Regions from separate parts of the Danio rerio genome. Here region 2 is linked to region 1. A link is a contact called in public Hi-C data. All regions are on one chromosome and are shown on one strand. Each heading gives the region's core, a stretch centred on a gene start, on an enhancer-like site or on the middle of the called end of the contact. The rest is flanking DNA. Distances are from core to core; before and after follow the strand shown. Region 1 has its middle 30 kb from the start of tbrg1. Region 2 holds the start of LOC100535882.

Region 1 (7,504 bases), core at 2,234-4,733:
CTGGTTTGTCCATTAATATCGTCCTATCTTGCCTACTTTGCTGTCACATGACTTTAAAATTACATTGTTTATGTGTATGTTGGAATTTATTCAGCAAATGTCTTTCCGTAGTAGTATCATTCATTCATTTATTTTCTTGTCGGCTTAGTCCCAACATTAATCTGGGGTCGCCACAGCGGAATGAACCATTAACTTATCCTACACGTTTTTACGCAGCGAACGCCTTACCAGCCGCAACCTATCTCTGGGAAACATCCATTCCACACACTCATACACTACGGACAATTTAGCCTACCCAATTCACCTGCACCGCATGTCTTTGGACTGTGGGGGAAACCAGAGCACCCCGAAGAAACCCACAATGCAGGGAGAATATGCAAACTCCACACAGAAACGCCAACTGAACGGAGGTTCGAATCAGCGACATTCTTGCTGTTAGGTGACAGCACTACCTACTGCACCACTGCATCGCCCCTCCTTAGTAGTTTATGAACATTTTTTTTCCAATCAGCTGTGCGCATCAATTTTTAATGCTCTTTTTCGCATGGTGGCATAGTGGGTAGCTCTTACAGCAAGAAGGTCATTGGTTTGAGTCTTAGCTGGGTCAGTAGGTATTTCTGTGTGGAGTTTGCATGTACTCCCTGTGTTTGTGTTTCCTCCAGCCTGATCTCACGAGGAAACATTATACATAAGTATTTTACATTTTGTCAGTTTAGTGGCTAATTCGTACTAGTTCAGTACGAGTACTATTTTAAAAAAGAGACGTGGCACCCATTCCCACCTCTAACCCTAACCGTCATTGGGTGATGAGTAAATCGTACTAAATTGTATGAATTAGATTAGACAAATTAATACGAATTAGCCATTGAATCAAAAAGTTACGAATTGTTGTGAGATTGCGTTGGTTTCTTCCAGGTGCTCAGGTTTCCCTCACAGTCCAAAGACATGTGCTATGGGATAATTGGGTAAGCTAAATTGTCCGTAGTGTATGCGTGTATGTTTTAGTCTTCCAGGTTGAGGGTTGAGCGTTGGACTAACAACCCACCTTGTAAAAATTAGATGTTCGATGTCAACATGGTGAGGCTAAATATCAACTTCGATATACACAGCCCTGGTAATACCGTTTTTACAAATTTACGTGGACTGAACATAAAACAATCAAGTTGTCTCAAACAAAACTCAAGATTTGTGAATTGATTCAGCTCATTTTAAATTAGTTTGAACAAGCAGCAAAAAAATTATTATTTTTTTTTTTACATATACTCTCCCTCGTGTGGTTTCTTTCTTCTGTTGAACACAAAAGATGATCTGTTGCTGCCTGACTATATTCAATGAAGAAAAATATACTGAAGTTTTTTCCTTTCCAAATTTACAGCAGTTATGTACAATTAAAACTTGACAAAGTACTCTATTTTGGTTTAATTTCTGTACCAATTACACAATGCTTGCTGCTTGTTCAAACTATTTATTTAAAATGAACGGGAAACAATTATCAGTTTTTAGCAGTCAGAAACAACCTCCTGCTCTCCCTCATGAAGCAAATACGGAAAAACTGAAACTGCAATTCATAGAAATTCTGCTGGTCCTGACTCCTGGCTCCATAATAGAGCAGCTTTCTATTGACCCGACTTTTAAAATGGCCAACATTACAACAGAAAAAAGGTGTTAACAGCCTGGTACTAAAAACAATTTTGGTTCATATAGCTAATATAACCTTGATGACACCTGTTATTTTTTTTATAACTCATCCGTTTCTTTATATTAGGTTATTTTAAGGGCATACTCACACGATGTACAGTTGCCTTGAACCGGGCCGAAGCACACTTGTCCCCCCTCCCGTCTCTCCCGATGGCCAGCACTCACATCACATTCTTGCCTGAGCACACTTACGTCATCGATGATAGGTATTAGGAGGTATGCTAAAGGTGCAGCTGTTGTGCAGTGAGGGGTTTGCGTCTTTAATAATCCACGACAGTTTGCGTTTATTGAACAGTAAGAATGATTAATAAATCCACATGAAAAAGTCCATTAAAAGTCACGTCTTGTCTTCAGTTTGGAGCTCAGTCGCACTTTGCACTCACACTACAAGCGTACCGCGCCTGAGCCTGTGCTTGGCACACTTCTTCCAACAGGGTCAGGGCCGGCCAAGTGAACCGTGCCTGAGCCAAATTCAGAGCACTCAGACTTCTCAAACAAACCGAGAAACAGGCCTAGGCACGGTTCGGAGAGCATAGTGTGAATACGCCCTAAGTCTGCATAATTAAGGTCGTGGACACTTGAGTGGTCTCGCTGGTTGCAGTCACTTCACCTCAGCTGATTCCGGCTGATTAGCCGCTGAACTCGGCATGTACATCGTATTTTTGTGTTGTTTTATGCGTCTTTACACAGTAAGTTGCCTTTTGGAATTTGCAATCCTACAATTATCAGATGATAAGGCCTGCTGTGTTCACTTATTTGTGCTCACAAACCTTTCACGTGAGGTAAATGATATACTTATACCATTTCTATAAATGTATTTGTTTTATTTAAGATCATTTATCATTTATAATTTTCTTTTGACCTGTAATGCACTCCAGAATCTGACAGATTGATTTGCTGTAGGCTATTAAACAGTCATCTGAAGCGTTGTCAAACAGTTTTGTGCCTTATTTCATAAATAGCCTTGCATTTACTAACACAGATTAGATTTGAAAGTAGTTGGAGTAATTCACATTTTCCTCCTCTTAAAAACATCATACGAACAATGTTCAGTGGCTCAATGTATTACAATAGTGTTTTTAAAGACTTAAGACTAAACATTGATACAATACACAACCAAGCACATGAGGTCAGAACACAAATGAGTCGCAGGTAATGAAGTATTAAGAGTTTCTCCCAAAGAGGCGTCTGTAGCTCTGCTCATCGCTCCACCTCTTACCCCTTGTTTGGTATTCTCGGTCGGTGCGATGATGCGCAAAAGAAATAGCGACGGTTGGCCACGCCTACTTGTAGCTTCTTTTGCGTTCTTCAGAAACCTATGGGTGACGTCACGGATACTACGTCCATATCTTTTATAGTCTATGGTTTTAGGGTGGCAACTTAATTATTTTACATTCAATGCACCTAAATTTTTAAAAACTACAGAGTAAACTTAATTCCTTCATGTTGTCCCATCACATTGATTGCGTGGAGCGCAGCATTTTAACAGTGTATCAGTATTTGTAATAACAAAACCAGAAAATGAAATACCTTTGAACCTAACTCTACAAACGTGTTAGAATTTGCTTTCAAATAACAATACCTGCACAGCACAGTGGAGTTGGCCAGGGTCAGAATGACTGCACTTTTCACAACAGTGAAAGTGAGTGAGAGGTCAGCAGAAAGTGAGAGTGCCAGACTCGTAGGTATGACAAATGTGAACTGTGACCTCTCACAGACAGGCAATGGGCGGATATAAATCTTGGCTTCCTGTTCCCACCCGTCCGTGAGGAAATGTAGGAAGTTCAGTCCTCTTAAAACACAGAAACGAGCCCAGTGTCATGGCGGCAGTGACCGTGATGAAGCTGAAGCCTCCCTCCCTCCACACCTGCTGGGTCTCAGGATACCCAGCCTTCCCCTCATTCACTGCATTGTGCTCAAGACCAGCAGGTCACACTCTGAATTAGTCTTTTTCCTGTCTTAGCTGTCAAATGTCTCTAATGTGAAGTCACAGTTGCTGAGGTGTTCTGCCCTTAAAAGGTTTGTTCACCAAAAATGAAAATAATGCTGTTAATTACACACCCTTATGCCGTTCCAATCACCTAAGGCATTTGTTCATCTTCAGAGCTCAAATGAAGTTATTTTGGTAACATTTTACTTGAAGGGGGTGTTCATATGACTGTCATGAAACCTTTATGTCATGAATTTGATTTAGATTGTGACAACTGTCATTAAGTGATCTGATCGTTCATATGAAATGCAAAGGTGACATTTGGGATGTCTCTTATGATAACTTGACATTGTAAAGGCTTGTCATAAAATCTTATCTTATAAAAAATAAGACTTGTAATAAATCTGTCATAAACATGATTGTAATGAGGACATTATAATTGTCATAAATTTTATAACGTCATCAATAATATTTTTTCTGAAATTTAATTTGTCATTAAAATGTCCTTTAAATTCAATATATATATATATATATATATATATATATATATATATATATATATATATATATATATATATATATATATATATATATATATATATATCAGGGGTGGCGAACCCGCGGCTCGCGAGCCGCTTGCGGCTCTTTTACTGCTCTTGTGCGGCTCAACCTCTCGCGCGATTTAACATACATTAACCAATTGACTGACGCCCCATTCACACGGGGCTTCTGCGTCTCTTTCTGCTTTTGTGCGGCTCAACCTCTTGTGCGATTTAACATACATTAACCAATTGACTAATGCCCCATTCACACGGGGCTTCAGCGTTGCTCGCTGCAGAAGCTGGGAGTAGCTCAACTTTTCAATTTCAAAAAATTTCAATTTCAATTTCAATCTGATTTTTCCAATCAGATCGCTGTATGCAAATACACCTGCTAGACAGTGGCCTATTGCTGACTGAATTTCATTTTCTGACGCTTCTATGACGATCGTTTCAACTCTAACTTCAGACACGCCTTCAGTCAAGGGTTGACACTGAAGCCCCGTGTGATTGGGGCGCAACACGAGTGACGTGCAGTTCGTTAATATCAATCGTCATGGCAGAGTCAGGAAAGCGTACATCTAAGCGTAAATACAAAGATGAGCGCAGAACATTTTTATCTGAAAAAAATCTCATTTTTATCTGAGGATTTATATTTTTTGTTGAAAGAAATGGAAAGCCATTCTGCTTGATATGCCAGACTTCGTTGTCACATTTTAAGGCTTCAAATCTCGAGCGCCATTTCACCTCTCTTCATTCTGCCATAGCCCGGGAAATTCCCAAAGGCAGTGAACTTCCCAAGCACAAGGTAAAGACACTGAAAGGTCAGGCAGAAAAGCAAACTCAGTTTTTCCGAAAATTTACTAAGCATTCAGAGACGGTCACATTAGCATCATATCAGCTAGCATGGAACATTGCTCGTGCAAAAAAGCCATACCTTGAAGGAGAATTTGTTAAAAAGTGCCTCAGTGATGCTGTTGCTATTCTTTGTCCCGAAAATGAAAATTTGAAACGTTCAGTAAAGGACCTTCAACTGTCATGACACACTGTTGAACAGAGAATATCGGACATTGACAATTCAGTAGAAACACATTTACTGTCAGATCTTCAGAAGTGCCAGTATATTAGCATTGCGTTGGATGAGTCCTGCGATGTTCAAGACAAGCCACAATTGGCAATATTTGTACGGTTTGTGTCAGAAGACTGCACAATTAGGGAAGAGCTGCTTGACATAGTGCCGCTAAAAGACAGAACTCGTGGCATCGATCTGAAAGAGACACTGATGACTGCTGTTGAGAAAGCAAATTTGCAGTTATCAAAACTAACAGCCATAGTCATGGACGGAGCTCCAGCCATGCTGGGATCTGAGAGAGGTCTTGTAGGGCTGTGTTAAGCTGACGACCGTTTTCCAGTATTTTGGACTTTCCACTGTATTATCCATCAAGAGCACTTGGTGTCTAAAAAGCTAAACTTAGACCACATTATGAAACCTGTGCTGGAAATTGTCAATTTTGTACGCACACATGCTCTCAATCACAGACAGTTCAAAAATCTCATTGATGAACTTGATGAAGACCTTCCATCTGATCTGCTTTTTCACTGTGCCGTGCGATGGCTTTCAAGAGGACATATGCTTTCTCGTTTCTTTGAGCTTTTGAATCCAGTGAAGCTGTTCCTCGCAGAGAAACATAAGGACTATCCTGAGCTACATGATCCCCAGTGGATTTCAGATTTGGCTTTTTTGGTTGACGTGCTGCATTATCTGAATGGACTGAATTTGGATCTGCAAGGGAAGTTAAAGATGCTGCCTGACCTGGTGCAAAGTGTTTTTGCATTTGTCAACAAACTAAAGCTGTTCAAGACACATCTACAAAAGAGAGACTACACACATTTTCCAACCTTGTTAAAGGCAAGTGGACAAGAAGCAGAGGTTGTAAAAGGGAGTACTGCACGGTATGCTACGCTACTTGAAAATCTTGAGCAAAGTTTTGAGGAAAGATTCTCCAACCTACGACAAAAAAGACAACAGATAACATTTCTGATCAACCCATTCACTGCTGAATCAGGCTGTTTAAAAGCCCCTTTAGTGGAAGATGAAGCAGCATCTCAGCTTGAAATGATTGAACTTTCTGAGGATGACAGACTTAAAAGTGTCCTGAGGGAAGGAACCATGGAGTTTTGGAAGATTGTGCCCGTTGAGAGATATCCCAATGTCAAACAGGCTGCACTCAAACTGTTGTCAATGTTTGGGTCAACTTATGTCTGTGAATCACTTTTTTCGACACTGAAACTAGTGAAATCAAAGCATCGCTCTGTTCTTACTGACACACATGTGAAAGAGTTACTACGAGTAGCCACAACTGAATACGAGCCAGACCTGAAAAAGATTGTGGAAACCAAGGAATGTCAGGTGTCCCACTGAGTCAAGTAAAATGAGGTAGGCTAATTTAAATCCATGAAAACTATTGCGTTATATAATTAGGTGTATAAGTTATTGTGACAGATATACTGTGGTTTGCGCATCTGTTGTGTGGCTCTTTGCAGTGATAAAAGTTTTTTTTTTGGCTCATCATGCCAAACAGGTTCGCCACCCCTGATATATATATATATATATATATATATATATATATATATATATATATATATATATATATATATATATATATATATATATATGTGTGTGTGTATATATATATATATGTATATATATATATATATATATATATATATATATATGTATATATATATATATATATATATATATATATATATGTATATATATATATATATATATATATATATATATATATATATATATATATATATATATATATATATATATATATACATACATACATACATATACACACACATATATATATATTTTTTTTCTTTTTTATATTCCCCAAATGATGTTTACCAGAGCAAGGAAATTTTCACAGTATGTCTGATAATATTTTTTCTTCTAGATAAAGTCTTATTTGTTTTATTTTGGCTAGAATAAAAGCAGCTTTAATTTTTTAAAAACCATTTTAAGGTCAAAATTATTAGCCCCTTTAAGCTATTTTTTTTCTATAGTCTACAGAACAAACCACTCTTACTACAATAACTCACCTAATTACCCTAACCTGTCTAGTTAACCTAATTAACCTAGTTAAGCCTTTAAATGTCACTTTAGGCTGTATAGAAGTGTTTTGAAAAATATCTAGTCAAATATTATTCACTGTCTTCATGGAAAAGATAAAATAAATCAGTTATTAGAAATGAGTTATTAAAACTATTATGTATAGAAATGTGTTGAAAAAAATCAGCTCTCTGTAAAACAGAAATTGGGGAA
Region 2 (7,504 bases), core at 1,482-3,981, 130 kb before region 1:
GAATCACAAAATAAAGCAATGTTAAATAACAGATCTTTTCCCCAGTGTAGTTCTGAAAGAACCCATGGCTAAAAGACTCCTAAAATTCTAAAGTTCATTTTTATTGACATTTTCCATTTATTTCTTTAGCTATTTGGAATTATAAACCGTTTACAGTCATTGTGTGTGGTCCTCAGCAATGACAGATCTAACTGTAAACATCAAAATAATCAGTCCCTGTGAAATGTTCAATCATCCATATTCATTTCAGGAGCAATAGGGCCCCACAAACAGGATTTTGGCATCTAAACTTCTGAATAGCTGTGCTCGGGGTGTACAGCTTTGTTCTTACCCAGCGACCTAATGATTAAGTCAGAGAAAGCCTGCCGTTTCCACTTTTTGCCTATGATGTGATAAGCTGACGGTAATGTAAATGTGCATGAGTATTGAATGTAACAGGCCTCTGTCTGTCTATTGTCCAGCCTCTGACAGGGTCTTTTAATTGGTGCCGCAGCACTTTGATCATGCTCGGAGATTAAGTGAAGCTTGAGACCTATTATTCCACAACTGCCATGGGAGTATACTTGAAAAGAAACCCTATTGAGAATTTCCAGACAAGTCCAGTGCATTATATTACTGGCAATTCCCATAGTTTTACAGTCGTTTTCAGATAGATTCACAGTTTCACAGACAACAAACAGGACCAGGAAAAAGGGGTGTTTTAAAATGGACCCTTTTTACATTTTCGGGTTTCTCATAGTGAAAGTCATTATAGTTGGGTAAACATAGAGAGCAGTGAATAGGAGAGAAGAGCAATTTTTTTACAATCCTATTTGCTGAAATAATAGAAGAACAACTCGACTTTGATAATATCAAGACTTTAAAAAAGGGAGGAAAGTGTGAGATTGATAACGGTAGCCAGAAGAGAGAACAACGTCAAATTTACTGTCCTGCGCGTATACAGGCATTTCAAACACCTCACACAAGCAGTATTTTATTGTAGTTTGATGCAAAGGTGATATACAGTAGGTCTAATACATGTCAAGTTTTTAAAAATGGAAATATTAAAAACTTTTAAGCATTTAAGATTGTGTTGACAGTTAAACGAGTCATAACAGTATTGTTAAAAGGGACAATTGTTAGATTTGTCATCATGGCTGCCATCATGTGAAAAACAAAAAGGAGGGAAATAATGAACTCTAAACACGTCATAAAACGTTCATCATGACGACTTCTTTTTTTCAAAGTGTGTATTTTTAGCTTATACTGAACAAGTAAATGTGATTAGTATCACGATGAATTCACATTTGAATATAGGCTACTCATTTATTTTCATATTTGGGCCATTCCTTAACTACGCACACTTTCAGCCTTGTGAAGTTGAGTTTAAAAAAAGCTTGTTCAAAATTCACGTAGCCTAATAAGTTTATACAATTTGTTTAGTTTTAAGATCTGTAAGCGGACACACTTAAATAAGAAGAGAAACATTTTTTTTTCCATCGTGATCTGAACAAATGTCAATTCCACCACAACTCAATATTCAGTCAAACATTGTCTAAGATCTTTTTTGTATGTAGTTTAACCAACCTTTCTACAATATATACAATAATTATGCGTTTGTCAATGATATAAATTAGATGTATGCTGAATTGTACACTTGTTACACTAAAATGTAGGATTAAATTGGTTAAGAGCTTTTTAGAAAATAAATAAACTGAATTTGTATATTAAATAGAGCATGAACTTATACATTGTGAATACATTTTTAACGTGTGATGAGAACTTTTCAAATATATTTTTAAAAATGTGTGTGGTGGTGGAAATGACAGTGGTGGAAATGACATTTGAACAGTTTATTGTGAGAAATAGCTTCAAGGATTAGCTTTGAATTGATACTAGCCTTTCATGTATACAAAACAATCTTATTTACCTTAATTTTGTTTGGTTTTTAAAAACATCTCTGAAGGTACAGCATGTTTGGAAATGACGTAGAATAAATGTATTTCCTTATCAAGCAATATTTATTTAGATTTTTCTTCAAGTGTTATTGCTACAAATTTTAATTCCCTCCATCTTAAACAATAGTGATGACACTAATCATTTTCATAGAAACCACCTAAATAATCTTTCACACAAACTTTTTAAAGCGACTACAGTGTTGTGGTGGAAATATATAATACTGTGCGACAGCTATGTTTTGTATAAAAACAATATTGATAATAGTCTCACATTAATAAGTATAAAATATTTAAATTATTTCACAAGTGCTTAATTAAGATACAATAATAGATACCAGATAAATAACATTTTAAAATGATATTTTAATTGTTGAAGTTTTTAAACTCTGGATGTGTGAGGCGAAAACAGTAATTTTGACACCTAAAAGGAGGTTGAATAATACGAAAAACATATAACAGAAAGCTAGTACATTTAAAAAAAAATAGGCTAGGTTTTATTGTTAGTTTGACAAAGAAAGAGAAATTTGAACAAAATTATAGCCTTTATATTTTGGATATATGAGTGTCTGTATTTGAAGAATTACCCATTTGTGAAACTGGTCGGGGTGTAGCAGCACTCTTAACACTAACAAACTCCAAAAATACGCCTGGATACGTGGATAGATTTTACATTTCTAAATACGTAGCCTCACAGAAAATCGGGTATTATTTTCAAGATAGGTGACGGATATACCCATGCGGAGGACACACCCTCTACTGGCAACTTTAACCGCTACAGCTTCCCAGGCGATGCGCAGTCTTGCTCTTGCAGCGCTTTGCTTTGAGAGCACAGCCTATCCGGTTGACGCGAGAGTAAAGAAGTGCTTTCAGTCACTGGGAAAGTAAATGGGATGAAAGCTCAAGTCTATAGGTCAGCAGGTCTAACATACAAAGCCTCTTAACTGCAGCAGGTGGAAGGAGGAAGAGCAAGAGGAGGAGGAGGCGCCCTGGACTCCGCGCGGAGTGTGGAAAGACCTTGGTGGTCTTACTTACCTGAGTGAGCATCATTCATATGCCCGTTTTCACGCCGTGTCTTCATGATGGACAGATGGACAGTGTAAAGAAAGCGTCACCAAGCAAGACAAGGCTGATCAGCGCGCACAGGACAAGTGCGCAAATGTCAGCTATGAGATTGGATAGAGACCGAAAGAGTTGGCACTCTTGGGAAAGCTCGAGTTCGGACAGAAGGAGTGCTGTTAGGGCAATGATAAGGGATGTAAAGCGCGGACTACACTGGACTGTGATTTGCCTGTTCTCGCTTGCGCTGCGCCCGCAGGTAAGCCGCTGATTACGCGCTATTTTCAGCCGCCGTTTAACCTGCTTTGACTTTTTCAGGGGTGTTTTCTACACAGAGCTCTCCGTAGACGATTTTCAGCGCTGTTTCTTGTTACTTTAGAACTATTTGCAAGAGATATGGATTATAAATGTGGTTTTCGGAGTGACTTTTAAGGAGCACAACTTTTCAAACGCGTCAGTGATTTTCTGGGCGCAGTCCTAGTTTGAGGTTCACATCGCTCAATCGTTCTCTGCCCCAGATAACTACTTCAGCTATTTTTAACAAAAGACCACCCCAGTGTCCTGCAAAATCCACAATAACGCATAATATCAATAATTATGTTTTTTTATTATGTACTCCCGACAAATTAAGACGATATTGCAGCTGTTGCCATGGTTACCTCCTCACGCAAAGGTGATTTGTGTTCGCGGGCAAACGCACCTGGAGATCTCGTTAACTCAAACTTTGTTTGTTAGAATCATATCCAGAGCGAAAACATATTTTAAAGGCACCCATCATCTCCTTTCAACCCCCATTTAGGACTTTGAATTACGGGTGTCGAACCCCCACATTAGTCTGTTTGGGAGCCACCTGTTGTTCCATCATCATCTTTCTTTGTTACGTGCTGCACTTGTCGCTCTTTTGGGCGGGTTGCCTCGTTCTTCATGCAGATATTTAATCGTCATGCTTAGGTGGCTCACATATCAGGCACACAAGGAATGTGGTATTGCAAATGTGTTAAGACTATGTAACAAGATACATTCTAAATAAATCTCATATCAGCTCAACTGGTTTATTTGCACATGAAAGCATCATTTTGCTTCAGTAGTAAAATGAGGGTATTGCAGTGTTTTTCTGTTTAGAGCGGGGCTTATTTTTAATTTCATTATGTTTACATCAGGCAGTAAAGTAGCGGCCATGGAGATTTTATAAAGAGAAATTGGTCTCTTTGTGGGCTTGTGATTTTGTCTTTGTTTGCATTCCCAGAAAAACATTCACTGACTCTAATTATGCTGATCCATCAGTACCACCCAAATGGCTTAGCTGTATTTAGAGAACACATATCATTGCTTTATTTTCAAAACATGAATCTCTCTTGAAATAGAAGCCTATTCAATTTGAAACCAATTGGCATCAAAGCTGTTTCTGAATCTCCTCCTAGTGCTACATAACCCGACGCAGCCACCTATTACTGCAGGCTGTGAGTTTGGGCCGATGTTGTTGGTCTACGGTGGGTCAGACACCTCACCTGCTGTGGAGGGCAGATCCTGCCTATGAGGAGCCTTTGAGCTCAGAAGCCTCATGTGTGTTCTGGCCTGTTACTGCTGCATGAGCATACCTGTCTTGACTCTGAGGGCGTGTGAAAAATGCTTATATTTTGGTTCTGCAGTTTTTGCGGCATGAACTTTGGTTTTTGAACACTTTGATGATTCTTGGAAAACCGAAGGCCTCTTTTCACTCAGTATGTTTACAAAAATTGTCCAGTTCTGGAGAGAGGAAGGTTTATTGGTTTTATGTTGTCAGGTGAGATGAGGAAGGGAAGTAATGAATGGTTTTGTATTGTTGGTTGGCCTATAAATCACTGGGCTGTGAAGGAAATGCCACCTGATCTACTGGGTGTTTATGTCTTGTAAACACTTGTATTTATCTGTTTGATCATTAATGTTGCTTTCTGCATATTTTATGTTAAATATTATGTATTACCTAATGTGACACTGACGAAAGCACTCAAAGACATGTTACAGCAGATCACAAGCACATCATAAAAAATACAAGTATTAAAATAACAATTAACATAAACCACAAATCGTTAAAAGCTATCCTAAACAAAAACATTTTTATCTGAGATTTAAAATTGGATATAGAGTCCACCTGGCGAATGTGCAAAGGCAGTTTGATTTTATTTCAACTTATTAAATAAATTAATGAGTGAGGACCTTCTTTGGTACGTGTCAATTGGTATAATTAACCAGACTTATCCAGAAGAGCACATTGATGTATATTTGATTGTTTTACCTAATGTAACTTGAAAGTAGTGAAGATGTTTTAGTTATTGCTCGCTAAAAGGTGAATAAAAATGTAGATTTGTTTAAAATTGTAATTGCAATATTAAATAATTATTTATTAATGTATGATTATTTATAAATTTTACAGCAATGTCTGTTAAGCCTAAAACACAACCCAATGCAGGTAAATATCTAAATACAGGCATTTTGTCCTATTAATACTTTTACTATTATACTGTTGATGAAAAATATGGGGTTGGTACAGTTTTTAAATGTCTCTCATTTCTACCAAGAAGCTTAAATTAATAAAAAAAAAATGCAATAATACTGAATATTATAATAAAATCGGGAAAAAAAATCCCTGTGATGATATTCAAAGACAGGCACCGGATCCTTCTTAAATTCTAATTTATGATGATGAAACATTTCAGTTGTGCTACTTAACATGGGAATGGTGACACCGTTTTTTTGTCAGGATGTGAAGTTCAAAAGAACACCTTGTAACATGATATAATTTTTTATGTTAGTTTTGTAAATGTAATTTATCAATGCTTTAAGAATTGCTAATATTATTTTTTTATAGTGGCCAAGGGAGCTTAAACGCGCTGCAAGTAAAAAACAAACAAACACATGCAAATAAAAAAACAAGGACACATTGAGAAAACATCTTCATCAATTGGACAGCACAAGCTCACACATACAGAAACATGCTGCAAATAGCACAGACCACAATAGAAATTTGTTCGGGGACCAAAAAAAGAGATGAACCTGGTGAATCCTTTAGCTAATTTTAACATCCGAATTATACAGTACGATTTCTTGTTGCTTGTATATTATGTAATATAATATAATGAACGTAGGTGGCACAGTGGTTAGCACTGTCGCCTCACAGCAAGAAGGTTGCTGGTTCGAATCCAGGCTGGGCTAGTTGGCATTTTTGTGTGGAGCTTGCATGTTCTACCTGTGTTCGTGTGGGTTTCCTCCGAGTGCTCCCGTTTTCCCCACAGTCCAAAGAGATGTGGTATAGGTAAATTGAATAAACTAAAATGCCCCTAGTGTATGAGTGTGTATGGATGTTTCCCAGTACTGGGTTGAGGCTGTAAGGGCACCCGTTGCGTAAAACATATGCTGGAATACTTAGGGGTTCATGGCGGAATAGAGACTTTAAGGCAGTCTTAAAAGCATTGAAAAAGTCTCAAATTTGATCATCTCAAATTAAGGCCTTAATAGCCTAGAATCTGGTAAGCAGTCTTGGATTTTATTACAAAGGTCTTATTTTATTTATTTATTTATTTTTGCCTTTCCTCGAATTAAGTTACAAGTAACAAAATTAACTGTTACTAATGTAGGCTACATAAAAATTCATGCAGCGTAACGTTGAGTGCATCTCTCACTCCACATCATAGCAGAAAACGCTAAATTGTGCGCACCCATTACTATGATTACTAGGTAAGTGAGGTACAGAACAAGATAGTCGCTAGCCTAGCTTGTCGGCTGAAATTGTGTTGGATAAAATTGATAAAAGTGTCAGTTTAATCCGCTGTGGCCAAGAAAACCGAATTACGCTTGGGTCAAGCCTGTGCCAGTAAATGACCGCAGCGCCTACTGCTGTTGGTGCTGGAAATCTTTTAAGCTAGCGATGATTGGTGTTATGGCCCTGGACTTCTATATGAGGGGTGCCAAACACACCGCGTGTAGTACTGCTCGTCAGCGCCAACCACCTAATGTGCAGTTCTGTGCTATCAGTTTTAAAGAAAATTCTACATTAGAAGCATTGCCACCACAGCCAAGGGACATCTTATCTTACTGTGGCTCAACACCAACTCTGCGGGCAGAAGTGATGTTGGTATTTAAAACAATCTCTGAACACCACTCTTACACATCGAATGAGAACATTACAGAGGTTTTCAAAACCATGTTTCCTAACTCAGAGGTTGCAGCTATTCTCATGTGGAAGCAACAAAAGTGCATATATTAATAAATTCGGATTAGCTCATTTTATAACTAAAGATCTGACTGACCAGGCCAATGAGGCTAACGGATTTGTGGTCAAGTTTGACGAGAGTCTCAATAGGATGACGAAATGTAAGCAGTTGGACCTTTATATTCGCTACTGGGTGGACGACCACGATGTTGCATATGTATAAAATATTACTGATGATTGAAATAAAATGCTTTATTTAATTTAAGTAGCCGACTTGTACATATTTATTTTTGAGGGTTTAAATTTTATACAGATTTCACAT

What was found. Hi-C and Micro-C count contacts between places; a contact is called where the count stands out from the background.
Region 2: a contact with region 1 is called in a Hi-C map of hematopoietic stem cells, with 4 times the contacts expected there. The contact joins the promoter of LOC100535882 here to the enhancer-like site in region 1. A contact is called at or near these places in 4 of 18 Hi-C or Micro-C datasets (caudal fin, embryo, hematopoietic stem cells and 1 more) and 1 of 4 datasets of contacts at active chromatin or transcription factors (caudal fin).

The regions. Positions count from the first base shown.
Region 1 is chr18:38,176,105-38,183,608 of GRCz12tu, reverse strand. No RefSeq gene overlaps it. Among named protein-coding and RNA genes, the nearest start is that of tbrg1, 30 kb to the right of the region's middle. Within about 2 kb of position 3,483, at least 6 of the 62 cell types and tissues checked have an H3K27ac peak or open chromatin away from gene starts, as enhancers often do.
Region 2 is chr18:38,304,016-38,311,519 of GRCz12tu, reverse strand. It overlaps LOC100535882, which reads left to right and starts at 2,731. Exons shown (of 14, transcript XM_003200473.7): 1 at 2,731-3,252. The coding sequence starts at 2,989.